4 separate regions of the Mus musculus genome follow, and all the other regions are linked to region 4. A link is a contact called in public Hi-C and promoter capture Hi-C data. All regions are on one chromosome and are shown on one strand. Each heading gives the region's core, a stretch centred on a gene start, on an enhancer-like site or on the middle of the called end of the contact. The rest is flanking DNA. Distances are from core to core; before and after follow the strand shown.

Region 1 (2,929 bases), core at 259-2,758, 1.5 Mb after region 4:
CCGTACTGTTTTGCGACTTGGATATGTCTTTTACAGTGAACATATAAGTGGACTTTTTCTGGAATAAAGGTATATTCATTCAACAATTAACGGTGAGTGTATCTTATCATCTGAGGCTGCAGCTAGTTGTCCTGGGGATTCCCTATAATCTCTAAGGAGGCCCACAGACTCACCTGATTTAACCTGGATTTCTTTCCTTATCCAGAAACTGACCAGGACCTACAGTAGTGTGGACTTTTCTGAACTTTCTTCTCCATCTTCCTTGATATCATCTATTATTTGTACTTTGATTTCATTTTTAGGTACAAGGTTTTAGTAATTACTTATTCTGTTGAATCAGCAAATTTTTCAATTAGAATCGCCTCATCTTGTTTGTAAAGATAAGTTTAATTAATGCTAGGTCATTTCATCCATAAAAGCTTCTTAAATGAATATACATAAACTACAACGGAGACATGGAGACAGAAGGCCTAAATGACTCCCCTCCTTCTGAAGTAGCTTCTATGTCCCCCAGTATACCTCCTGAACTGTGGCAGGAGTCTCCAGTGTCATGACACAGGCAAGCCACATACTAAACCTGGGGAGTCCCCCCGGAGAGTGGTAGCCAAGCTCAGGTAGGACAGCCAAGAAGCACAAGCTGTAGCTGCCTACTAATCAAAGAAGTTGTAATTGTTTTAAAATATGTTAGGTCATTTCATTAAAAATTAACGTTAACTGTTGGCCTGAATCCAGAAGAGTGGGAAAATGCACTGTAGGGTGATAGTCCTAACACTTTACCCAGAGGTTCTCATGACTCTGTCCTAAGATCAAGAAAATCCCTATGGCTTAGAGACTTTGAGCCACTGGGTACACAGACAGAAACTGAATAAAGACCACTTTCCTCAAATAATGATGAGTTTAGTACAACCCAACACTTACAGTAATCGTTCAGATGGGACAAATCTTTACCATCCTCTAAAACCTGCCGCAAAGGGCCATGGGATTCTCTGCTGTAACACAGAAGAACTGCGAAGGTTATTCCACTGGCTTTCGTGGGTATTAATCCTACCCTGTTTAGTCTCTTCAGCTGGTAGGAGCCCTTTGGGGGCACGTTAAGATAGCACAAACGCACAGCCCTTCTCAAGAATATATATCACATACATATATTTTCACCACTAAAGTCTTATCATATGATCCGCCCTCTCTGAAGTAAGTCTGTTCTACCTGTGGGACCATTGGTATTCAGGGAAACAAACACCAAACACCCTAGGGCTTCACTTTGTCCGGTGTTACCACCTGGTGCCAATAGATGGCAGCAATACCAAGGGACTGCGTAGCCATGGCCGCGGGGAATGTTTTGTGTTACCTTTTCAGTCTAGGTTGTTTTGGTTTTAAGGGCTCAGATCTGTGCCCAGGAAAACATGGTGGTGGGTAGATAAACAGCCTGGAAAATCCTCTCTATTGTCTCACTTCATGTCTTCTCCCACTGTTTCCTGCCAGAGAACTGCTTTCTGGGGTCAAAATTCCCTCTAGGCAGAGTGTGAGGAAATACTAATACATTGCCATCTTCTGTCGGTCTAACACTAGAGTTTGATTGTTCTAATGATACAAGAAGGATAAAAACCTACTGGAGCAAAGAGTCTGTGTCACGTGGTTTGTGCGAGCATATTTGAAGGCGCCTTGGACAATACGATCCCTCTCCCCCTCCCCCTCCCTTCCCCCCCTCTCCCTCTCCCCCCACCCCCCCCCCCTCTCTCTCTCTCTCATATTTTTTTTCTAACTTTAGCCCAGATTGCTTCATTCAGGAGGACTTAAAATTGCTCACCTTACATAAACTCAAGGATAACGCACAAAAGGGAAGAAAGGGGGATTCCCATTGATGAGATTTGAACTAGATAAAATATCTGAAGACTTTCCTGGGAGAAGAAGAAAAATAAAAGGAAAAAGGAAAAAACAGTGGGTTGTCCTAAAGGAACCAACTTCCACTGAGCTGGGTAGAGTTCTCTTGACCAATAGTCGGCTCTGGTTGACTAATGAGAACAGAAAGGACATGATAACACAGCTGCCACAGAAGCAGAGACACAAACCCCACTGCCCTGTCTTCTTCATCAGTAATCAAGATGGTTTCTGAAGCAGAAGGAAGTTCTTCAAGGAACTGGTAGGCCTTGACAATGAAGTCCTTATCTTGACGTGGGCAATAGGGGTATTTCTGGTACTTTTGAGTATAATCTAATATTAGCCAAAATAGCTACCCGTCAAAGACAATGCTGCTAAGCATAGCTTCCCTTTTATTATTTTTGCATTCATTTTACCCAAATTCTGTTTTCTCACCTCAAGTGACCCCTCAAAGAATGCTCTATAGGAACCGAAAAGCCCAGTCTGAATCAGACCTACCTTGTTTCATGTATCGTTTTGTGTTTGTAATAAGCTTAGCCCAGATACTGTGTCTCTTTAACTCTAGGCCTGCCATTGTGTGTTGTTAGTAGACCAGAGTTCAGAGCTCGCTCACTATCACGCAAAATACATTTAATAATCATGGTATACAATCTGATAAGCAAGCCATCTTTCAAATGGACCCGAGTGTCCTCCAAAATGCACTTTTCCCTCTGGACTGTTCAGCTCAGGATCCACTGAGCTCATTGGTGTCAGTCTCCCCTGTCCTTGGGGGTTCATAGTACTTCCCCTTGGCCTTCTGCCATGCACGTGTTCCTCTGTCCTGAAAAGAAAATGGAAATTTTGGGCCATAGAACGTTTCAAATAATAGGTGCACTGATGCTATACTGTCAAATAATTTATTCTTCTGTGACCATGCACAATTAATACAAACGTGTGATTAGAGTACAGAGTTTATTCTCTGTGTAGGGAGGATCTGACCCCGTTTCAGTTGTATTTGTCTCAGGACTCCCATGATTCCAGCTCTCCCCACTTGCTGATGTTAGAACTGATCAGT
Region 2 (2,700 bases), core at 198-2,697, 1.2 Mb after region 4:
CCCACACACATGCTGCAGACGGGGCTTTGCTCCCAACAATCAACAGGCTGACCGCTGACCACTGTCTATGATGAGACTTGAAAATCTATAGGTGGAACAACATTATGAACTAACCAGTACCCCGGAGCTCTTGACTCTAGCTGCATATGTATCAAAAGATGGCCTAGTCGGCCATCTCTGGAAAGAGAGGCCCATTGGACACGCAAACTGTATATGCCCCAGTACAGGGGAACGCCAGGGCCAAAAAAAAAAAAAAAAAAAAAAAAAAATGGGAATGGATGGGTAGGGAAGTGGGGGGGGGAGGGTATGGGGGACTTTTGGGATAGCATTGGAAATGTAATTGAGGAAAATATGTAAATAAAAATAAATAAATAAATAAAAGACAAAAAAAAAGAAAAAAGGAAAAAAGAAAAAAGAAAATCTAAAACAGTGGTTTTCTTTTCTCTAGTCTGTCATAAATTCCAATATATATATATATATATATATATATATATATATATATATATATATATACTGGAGCAATGAGGTCTAAATCCTTCTTGACAAACACAGGACACCTCTGAGACTTTTTCCTGTCATCTACACCCAAGATCCTCTTATATGAAGTCATCTCTCTGTCTAAGAGTCCTAAACAGTCTGTAAGTGAGCTCATCTTCAACACTCTTTACATAGTACAGTTGTGGGCCTTAAATACATTATTAAAGAAGTGATCTTTGCAGACAATGGAGCAGGGGATGGGGCACAGATAGTGAAATAATTCTATTCCTACACTCAAATAGTGGTTTCCTAGAAAAATAAAGCTAATTTTTGGAGGGCAGAAACATTGAGTAGGGTATATCATCTGCATGAAAATGTTCACTGCAGGAAATGGATGCTTCCATGGGTTGCAGAGGTAGTTAGCTTTGTCACTGAACCAATGTCATCATATCCTTGCCTTAATTTAACCCTATTAACTAGAAGAAAACCACGTGACAAAGCCTTGGGCTTAAAGGTGGGGCAAGATTTCTCTGAATGCCCTTTCTAAGAACTCAAACCCTTCCAAATTACAAGGGTCTCAAGAACTCAGCCATGCTTTGACGTTAACCAAACTTTCAAATGATTTTGAGGGGAGGAAAGCAGAAAGGAGGGGTATATTTTGGGGTCAGATAAATCAAAGCACATTTGGCCAGACACTGCCCCCCTTCATTTCCCAGCACATGTGGATTTCCAGGGAAATTGAATCCATGTGTTCCTGATTCATTTACATTTAACTCTTCAAAATGCTTTGTAAGCCCTCCAAGAAGCCTTCAGCATATTGAGCGAGGGAGCTGAACCTTGTTAGCCATACAAGCACCTAAAATGTTGAATGAATGGGACTAGCTTTTAAGGACAATGAAGGAAGGTCAAGAGCTTCAAGAATCTAGTATATCCCCCTTAATTTCTGAGCTCCAACTGCCTGCCTTGAATGAGATGTACATAGAATAAGTATAATTGTATGTGGGAAACCATTGAGCCAGGAGTCGCCTGCCTTAACAGTTGCCTATGCACAAACTGATTCCTGGACACTGGAGGAAGATTTGTGTTCCCCAATAGTTTCTTTCTTCCTCTTTCTTCCCCTTCTTTCCTGAAGTTACAGTGCTGCCTGCCACCACTGCCCCTGCATCTCTGATAAGAATTGATGAGACCCTGGGGAGTGTGGGAAGTCTCTGGCTTCAGCCACTTGGCAGGAGCTCCACACAGACTCTGATCTTCCTCCACATGCTGGAAATCCCTAGAAATCCTTTGACAGAGAGGAGGTTCAGAAGGGCAGTCTTCCTGTTCGCATGTCTATTCAAAGAAAACCAGCATAAATATAGGAGAAAAAAAATGAGACTGGCCACCACACTGAATACTTCAACAAAGCACCAGCCTTCATAAGAACATACTTCCTGTGGGGTATAGAAACATCTCTGTTCACCCACTTTCCTCATCCCACACGTCTGAACGCAGTCACAAGAGGATCTAGGCCATCTTCAAATAGCAAAAGTGATTTTTGCAAAAATTTAAACACCCTTTATTATCTGATAATAGTTCATGTGCCTAACTCACAAACAGGACTGGTTTCTGAAAGATAAAATGCCAGAATCCAGATAGAAATATTATTATTTCTCCCCATCTTTTCAGATGCTCTGTACCTACAATGTACTCACTAGCCTGGGCTATGAGCAAACATTTCTGAGAGTATTTAGTTTTATTATACCAAAGTGTTTTATAACATGAAAAACATTGCTACCAACTCCTGAGGCAACTGTTCATTAATTAACCCAGGTAATTTTTCACTCAATAAGCCATAAGGACTCTTTTAGAGTTTAAACCCCATGAGGATTCTTTCCATTTTAGTACTAGAATTCACCACCATGTAGATGCTCAAAAATATTCTAAATTTCTTAAAGAGGTTATACCATATGCTGGCTGTAGTCTGTAAAACTGCACCCATGGTCCAGAATTAATAAACCAGGCATAGACTCTTAGGATCTCCACCTTGCATAGGAAGAAGTGGAAGTCTAGAAACAATAAGCCTTTGAGGCTAATAAGAGTGGAAGCTCAGGCTTGAACTTAGGTTGCCTCATTAGATTAACCTCTGTTCTAAGAAAGCTCAGAATGTGAGCTTTATTCTTAATTAGATGATTTCAACTTGGACCATAGAAGGGCCTGACTAATGTCTGTAAGCAGTCACCTCAG
Region 3 (2,700 bases), core at 100-2,599, 2.0 Mb after region 4:
AGGTTTTCTTTAAGATACCCCCATAGCCCTGTGCCTCTCAAGTCAACAAGTCTTTCTTGTACTCCTAGGTTATCAAACTGACTGATTTCCAAAAAAATGCTGTGTCAGACTTTGGGGGTGGGGGGTGGTGGTGGATAGGAGAGGAATTTCATTACCATTACACTTCTGTACTTACCAGGGAATGTACTGTCATCTGGATGGATTGAATCGCTGATGCTTCTCTTCAAGAGGTGATAAATATTGGTTGCGGTCAAATCTATAAAAATAAAGACCTGACTCAGTCATCTAACTCAAGAGTTAACATAATCTAGGGCCTGTTTCCATTTCACTATCAGAGGATCTGAAGGCCAGTAAGTTGTAGACAGAATACATGTTGACCAAGTCTATTCAAGTGCTGACACCGCAGAGAAAACAGCCAAGTCTCCTCATTTGTATATGCTAATCAGTAACAAGAAATCAAAACTTCCTTCCAAAAGAAGTATATACGAACTATATACATTTCTTCCTAAAAATGTCTGCTTAATCAAAACAAGGAAAACGTAATATTGAGATTAGTCAAGTACGCCAAAAAAGCAATGCAGCTAAAATCTTTTAAAGCTGGTCATTTCTCTTTTTTTAGTGTGGAATGTTTCCTTCATAGAATGTAAAACTCAGATCTGCAGAACCTATCATTTCTTTCTGTGCTTTCTTCAAGGTGGTAGGAACGCCAAGGGACACTTCTTTCTGCAAGCATACCTTCCCTAAAAGCAAAAATTCGATGACTATGCCACCAGAAGATTCAACCAGGCAAATATTCAGTTCACCAAGCACTTGGGACACTGGCATCTAATACCCACAACTTTATATCTTTTCCATTGACATACTACTGCTCAGTTCTTATAGAAACTACTTCAGAGAGTTAGTTGCACGTTCCCGGGACCATTCGACCTATGCGCCTCCCTCCGGGATTTCATCAGAAACTCAAATCCTTCGCTTCCCCGCCGCCGGTCGTTCCCGCCTCTTCTCCGCCCAGAGCTTACCGGGCTGTTTGTCGGTGCTCTCCAGGGATGTCGCCTCAGTGCCAGGCTCGATCTCCCCACCCGCCACGGATCGAAACTTCCCTTCCCTCCAGGTGACCAGCAGCAAGTACCGATCCATCCTCTTCGCGCCCGGACTCAGTGTTAGGTCTCAAAAGAGCCGCGCGCAACGTGCACTTCCGGTTTCCTGCCGCTCAGGTTGGCTGCAAAATAATGTCCTACGTCGGTTTTCCCGCCAATTATTGTGGGAAATTATTCTCTCAGGAGCCACACTCTCTGCTCCTCTCATAACGAAACCGCTACCGGCGGGGACCCGAGTGTGGCGGGGAAGCAGATGAGCGCACGCGACGGCAGTAGGAACCTTCATGCTCGGGTGTCTGTGTTTCCCGCCGGACCCGTGGTGCTGGTTCCCCGGCGGGGCGGGTGCAAAGTAAAGGACGCCGCGGGTCGGAGAGCATGTCCAGCTTCTCTAGGGCGCCCCAGGTGAGTTTGCGCGTTTCGGGCAGGATAGTGTGCTCAGTACGCTGGCGAAAATGAAGAGCAGTGTTCACAGGGATTTAGTGCAGAAGCTGAGCTTTCAGGGAAGCTGACACCCGTACCCAAGAAATGCTTTAGGAGTCACTTACCAGAGGGTTGTGAGTCTGCCTACCACTTGATATCTTTGTTTTGGCTCCTTTCTCTCCTCAGTCTGCCCCTTTCGTGTCTTTTGTTCCTTGCGGAAAGAGAGCTAAAGTGAAATAATAGGTTGAATGACGTGGGGCAGTAAAAACCACTAAAAGATGTTTATTTTTGTTTAGTACAGTAGGGGAGGGGGAAGGGAAGGTGTGGAGCTGTAGCTGATGTAGCGTAGCATGCCTGGGTTCCATCCCCAACACCGCATAAACCTGGAATTATGGTGCACGCATGTTATCCTAGCACTTGGGAGGTGGAGGGAGAAAGATCCGAAGTTCAAGGCCAGCCTTCTCCGATACTTAGTGAGCTTGAAGTCAAGCCTGCGCTGCTTAAGACTGTTTATAAAGAATGAAGACCTGTTGTAGAGTTTTGACCTAGAAGTCTTAGGCATCAGAAGGATCAAGCAAGCACTCAAGCCGCCAGGTGGAAGATAAACTGTTCACAGATGGGAGATCTTTGAAGGGCTAAAGGGAGAATTCAGTTAGAATTCTATTTTAGTGTACCACACAAAATACTCATTTTACAAGTCAGGCTGAAACATTGGAGTTCTAAGAAGTCCACAATATATATTAAAGATTTGAATGTGGGTGTAAAGAGAAACAAGAATAACTTTTAAGAATTCTGGTTTGGGCAACCGGAAGGCTGACTCATAGGGAATACTGAAACTGAAGCAGATTCTAGATAGAAGAGAAAGAATTAGTTTCTGATATGTTAATCCAAGACAACTCCTAGCCTAACACTACTTGAAGTACATTTCCTTTAAATGTAGTTGTTACCTGTCTATAATCAGGTAAATAACAGATGTGAATATTTAAAACTTTGACAGCAAGTTGACATGTGGCAGTATTTCTATTATTTATCAAGCTTTTTTAAAGTATTAGTTCACATGGAATGTGGTAAACTTGTCTTTTGCGTATGCATAGGCTAGTTTAAAATTTAGGATAACTAATATGAAACCACAAGCTTATAAGTGTATTTTTCTAGCATATAATCCTTGTGTATATGCATATGA
Region 4 (2,747 bases), core at 120-2,619:
AAATAATAACATCAACATTAATGTTCCATATTGATATCGATATTAATGTTAACATAGTTTAATGTATTAGCATTTCATTATTTATTAGGTGCTAACATTTACTATTGATTCTTATATGTCAGGAAAGCATATTAGTGAAGAACTGGGAGTGCCTATAATCCCAGCCCTTGGGATGGAAGTTCAAGAGTCAGAAGTTCAAGGTCATTCTAACCTGTGTAGAAAGTTCAGACTGGCTTGTGGGCACATGAGACTCCATCTCAGGTAAACAACAACCCCTCCAACTAAAAACCAAAAAGTCCCTCCAACAATAATAACAACAAACCCTCAGTAAATATATTCATGAATTGCATATTACCATGCTAACCCTTTTATTTATTTTGCCATACTGGAATTGAACCCAGGGTTTTGTGCATGCTAGATAAGTGCTCCATACTATCCTCCTAGGCTGGTGTTGAATTCACTCTGAAGCTTTTCTGGACAAGCGTGTGGTCCTGATCTCTCAGACTCCTGAGTGCCCGAGATCACACTCTCAGGCCACCAAGCTCTGAGAACTATCCCTTTAATCGTTTTTTTTTTCTAAGTTATTTTATATGCAATGAAAATAAGGCTTAGAGGAGTTGGGTGACTCTCCCCAGTCACATATATTAGAATTCGTACCACAGTTTACATTTTAAATGATGTCTTTAAATATTACTTTTTTGGCCACTTTTCATCGTGTTTAATGTTTTTCCATTTCTCCGTGTACACTGAAGAGAGTTTGGACTAAGCCAGTAATGACCTGGTGACCTTGAAGATTTCTGAGGTTCCTGTTAGTGTCCTTGCTGCTGTGGGCTTTGGAGGCCTGCAGTAACCATCCCTCCTACTCAGACGTGACTTCTGTACTCTTCCATGGGATTTTCCTTCTCCCGGGCTGCTGGACACTGTGCATTGGGTGTGAGCTGGTGATAGCTTGGTTACTGTACTGAGCCCAAGAAGAGAGTTTCTACAGACAACTGTGTCGAGGGTAAGAAGTGACAAGGGAAAGGAGGAAACAGCTTGAGATTCATTAAAGTTCATTATTGAAATGCTCTCCTTTTCTTCTGGTGGGAAAACACTTTGAGGATCTCCATGGGATGAATGGGCCGTACAAGTACCACAGGTTGTCGGCATGCCAACCTCATTCATCTGCAGGAGCTGGGGGCGGGGTTTGTATAGTTTCTAGGGTCTTTCAAGTTTCCCTTCCCAGAAGTGGTTGACTCTAACAAATCGTTCAGGAGGAACGTCTCTCTAATGTATTTTTGTATGGGAGGACTTCCTGGGGCAGAGGGAGTCATGTGTATCAGCCGGTCTCTGTTCATTGTGCAAAGGCCTGCAGCCATCTGGACCACCCAGGGCCTGTGTTTTTCTAAGAAGGGCAGGATGAAGGACAGGGGATTGACACCTCAGCCCCAGGGCGATGACCAGATGGCAAACTGCTTGTTTTCACTGGATTCAGAGCAACTGAATGGCCCCGGGAAAGCCAGTGTGGTTTTTGTCTTCAGCACCCAACCATCTTCCTCGTCCAAGACAGAGGTCTCTTCTCAGGCAGCAGCAAGGTCACTCAGATGATGACAGTGTGAAGCAGTGTCCACGGTGTCCGTGGCACGGCCAGGGAATTCAGAACGCTAGCCCTGGTGCCTGCATCTCACTGAGGCGAAGCCCTGCTGTGGAGCCAGAGGTGGAGAACGAGTGGTCTGGTCGTGTTGCTGCCGGACCAGCCGCCCAGCTTCTCAGGCTTAATGAAACAGGGTGCAAACAGACCTTGTCAGACGAAATGAATTATGGGAAGGAGAAGCTTAATGGATATCTTCTGCCATGACTCTGTGCCTTTGCTCTCAGGAGATCCTCCAACACTTTTCAGATGTGAAATGCAAAACCTAAAAGATGCCGAATGTGGATATGCCTAAAACGGAAGTAATCCATCTATCTATCTCTTAGTACACCAGAATAAGTGTGCATAACGGTGTACATGTGTGCAGCGATCTGTCCTTGTCCTCTGCTGGCCTCCAGGTCCTCCACTGTCTGGCAGCCCCACTGCTTTTTAGCCACACGCTTCCTGCCAGTATAAATGTATTAAGCAAGGAAACACATAGACAAAGTCTAGCTCATCGGGGCGTCTCAGTAATAAATTCTTAATTTTAAGCATTCTTTCTGAAAGATTTTTCTTTCAGCGTACACACACACACACACACACACACACACACACACACACACACACACACACACACACACACCTGGGTCTGGATGGATGTAATTGTAGGGCAATTTTACTGCCTGCTTATATACACTACTTTCTAGCAGTGAATTTCAAGGCCAGCAGAGGGCACCAAAGCACAACGGAGAGGCAGCAATACAAGCTCTAGTAGTGTTGTTTTGGTTCATGGTCTCTGGACAGGCTCACAGGTTAGCTTGACCAAACTCTGTTTTTCAGTCACTTGTGTCCTCTTCAGATTTTCAAGCTGATGGATTTGTCACTTCTCTCTTTGCTGTGAGAAAATACATTACAAACCATCTTAAAGAATAGTATATTTTGGCCTACAGTTTTAGGGCAAGGTCCGTCACAGTGCAGAAGGCATAGTACAAGGAGCCCGGGTGACTAGTGAGTGACATTGCATCTGAAGTGATGAAATAGAGAGGTGGGTGATGAGGCTCAGCTGGTCACTTCTCTTTTCCATTTTCATTTGGTCTCAGACCTTAGCCCATGATGCCACCCACACTCAGAATGGGTC

Evidence for each region. Promoter capture Hi-C pulls out the DNA fragments that hold promoters and counts their contacts. Hi-C and Micro-C count contacts between places; a contact is called where the count stands out from the background.
Region 1: a Hi-C map of the N1E-115 cell line shows a contact between it and region 4, with 4 times the contacts expected there. The contact joins two enhancer-like sites. A contact is called at or near these places in 1 of 15 datasets of contacts at CTCF or cohesin (the NIH/3T3 cell line) and 2 of 484 Hi-C or Micro-C datasets (the N1E-115 cell line and spermatogonial stem cells).
Region 2: a contact with region 4 is called in a Hi-C map of the N1E-115 cell line, with 10 times the contacts expected there. The contact joins two enhancer-like sites. A contact is called at or near these places in 4 of 39 promoter capture datasets (the 3T3-L1 cell line, embryonic stem cells and hippocampal neurons), 4 of 15 datasets of contacts at CTCF or cohesin (the NIH/3T3 cell line, embryonic stem cells, large pre-B cells and 1 more), 123 of 484 Hi-C or Micro-C datasets (the 3T3-L1 cell line, the 4T1 cell line, the AML12 cell line and 69 more), 4 of 115 datasets of contacts at active chromatin or transcription factors (PVALB interneurons, astrocytes, epiblast stem cells and 1 more) and 1 of 9 other capture datasets (embryonic stem cells).
Region 3: a promoter capture Hi-C map of second pharyngeal arch cranial neural crest shows a contact between it and region 4. The contact joins the promoter of Mtbp here to the enhancer-like site in region 4. A contact is called at or near these places in 12 of 39 promoter capture datasets (the 3T3-L1 cell line, 3T3-L1-derived adipocytes, the C10 cell line and 8 more), 8 of 484 Hi-C or Micro-C datasets (B cells, the C2C12 cell line, the N1E-115 cell line and 5 more), 6 of 115 datasets of contacts at active chromatin or transcription factors (acute myeloid leukemia, astrocytes, embryonic forebrain and 3 more) and 1 of 9 other capture datasets (liver).

What each region holds. Positions count from the first base shown.
Region 1 is chr15:56,045,435-56,048,363 of GRCm38.p6, reverse strand. No RefSeq gene overlaps it. Among named protein-coding and RNA genes, the nearest start is that of Gm46516, 120 kb to the right of the region's middle. Within about 2 kb of position 1,508, at least 30 of the 459 cell types and tissues checked have an H3K27ac peak or open chromatin away from gene starts, as enhancers often do. A contact at or near this core is called in the N1E-115 cell line, where this site is marked.
Region 2 is chr15:56,333,713-56,336,412 of GRCm38.p6, reverse strand. No RefSeq gene overlaps it. Among named protein-coding and RNA genes, the nearest start is that of Gm41326, 75 kb to the left of the region's middle. Within about 2 kb of position 1,447, at least 13 of the 459 cell types and tissues checked have an H3K27ac peak or open chromatin away from gene starts, as enhancers often do. A contact at or near this core is called in the N1E-115 cell line, where this site is marked.
Region 3 is chr15:55,556,057-55,558,756 of GRCm38.p6, reverse strand. Mtbp (Mdm2, transformed 3T3 cell double minute p53 binding protein) reads right to left here and starts at 1,349. Exons shown (of 22, transcript NM_134092.3): 1 at 1,020-1,349; 2 at 176-256. The coding sequence starts at 1,137. It overlaps Mrpl13 (mitochondrial ribosomal protein L13), which reads left to right and starts at 1,445. Exons shown (of 7, transcript NM_026759.3): 1 at 1,445-1,499. The coding sequence starts at 1,473.
Region 4 is chr15:57,508,298-57,511,044 of GRCm38.p6, reverse strand. No RefSeq gene overlaps it. Among named protein-coding and RNA genes, the nearest start is that of Gm35627, 8.6 kb to the left of the region's middle. Within about 2 kb of position 1,369, at least 17 of the 459 cell types and tissues checked have an H3K27ac peak or open chromatin away from gene starts, as enhancers often do. A contact at or near this core is called in the N1E-115 cell line and second pharyngeal arch cranial neural crest, where this site is marked.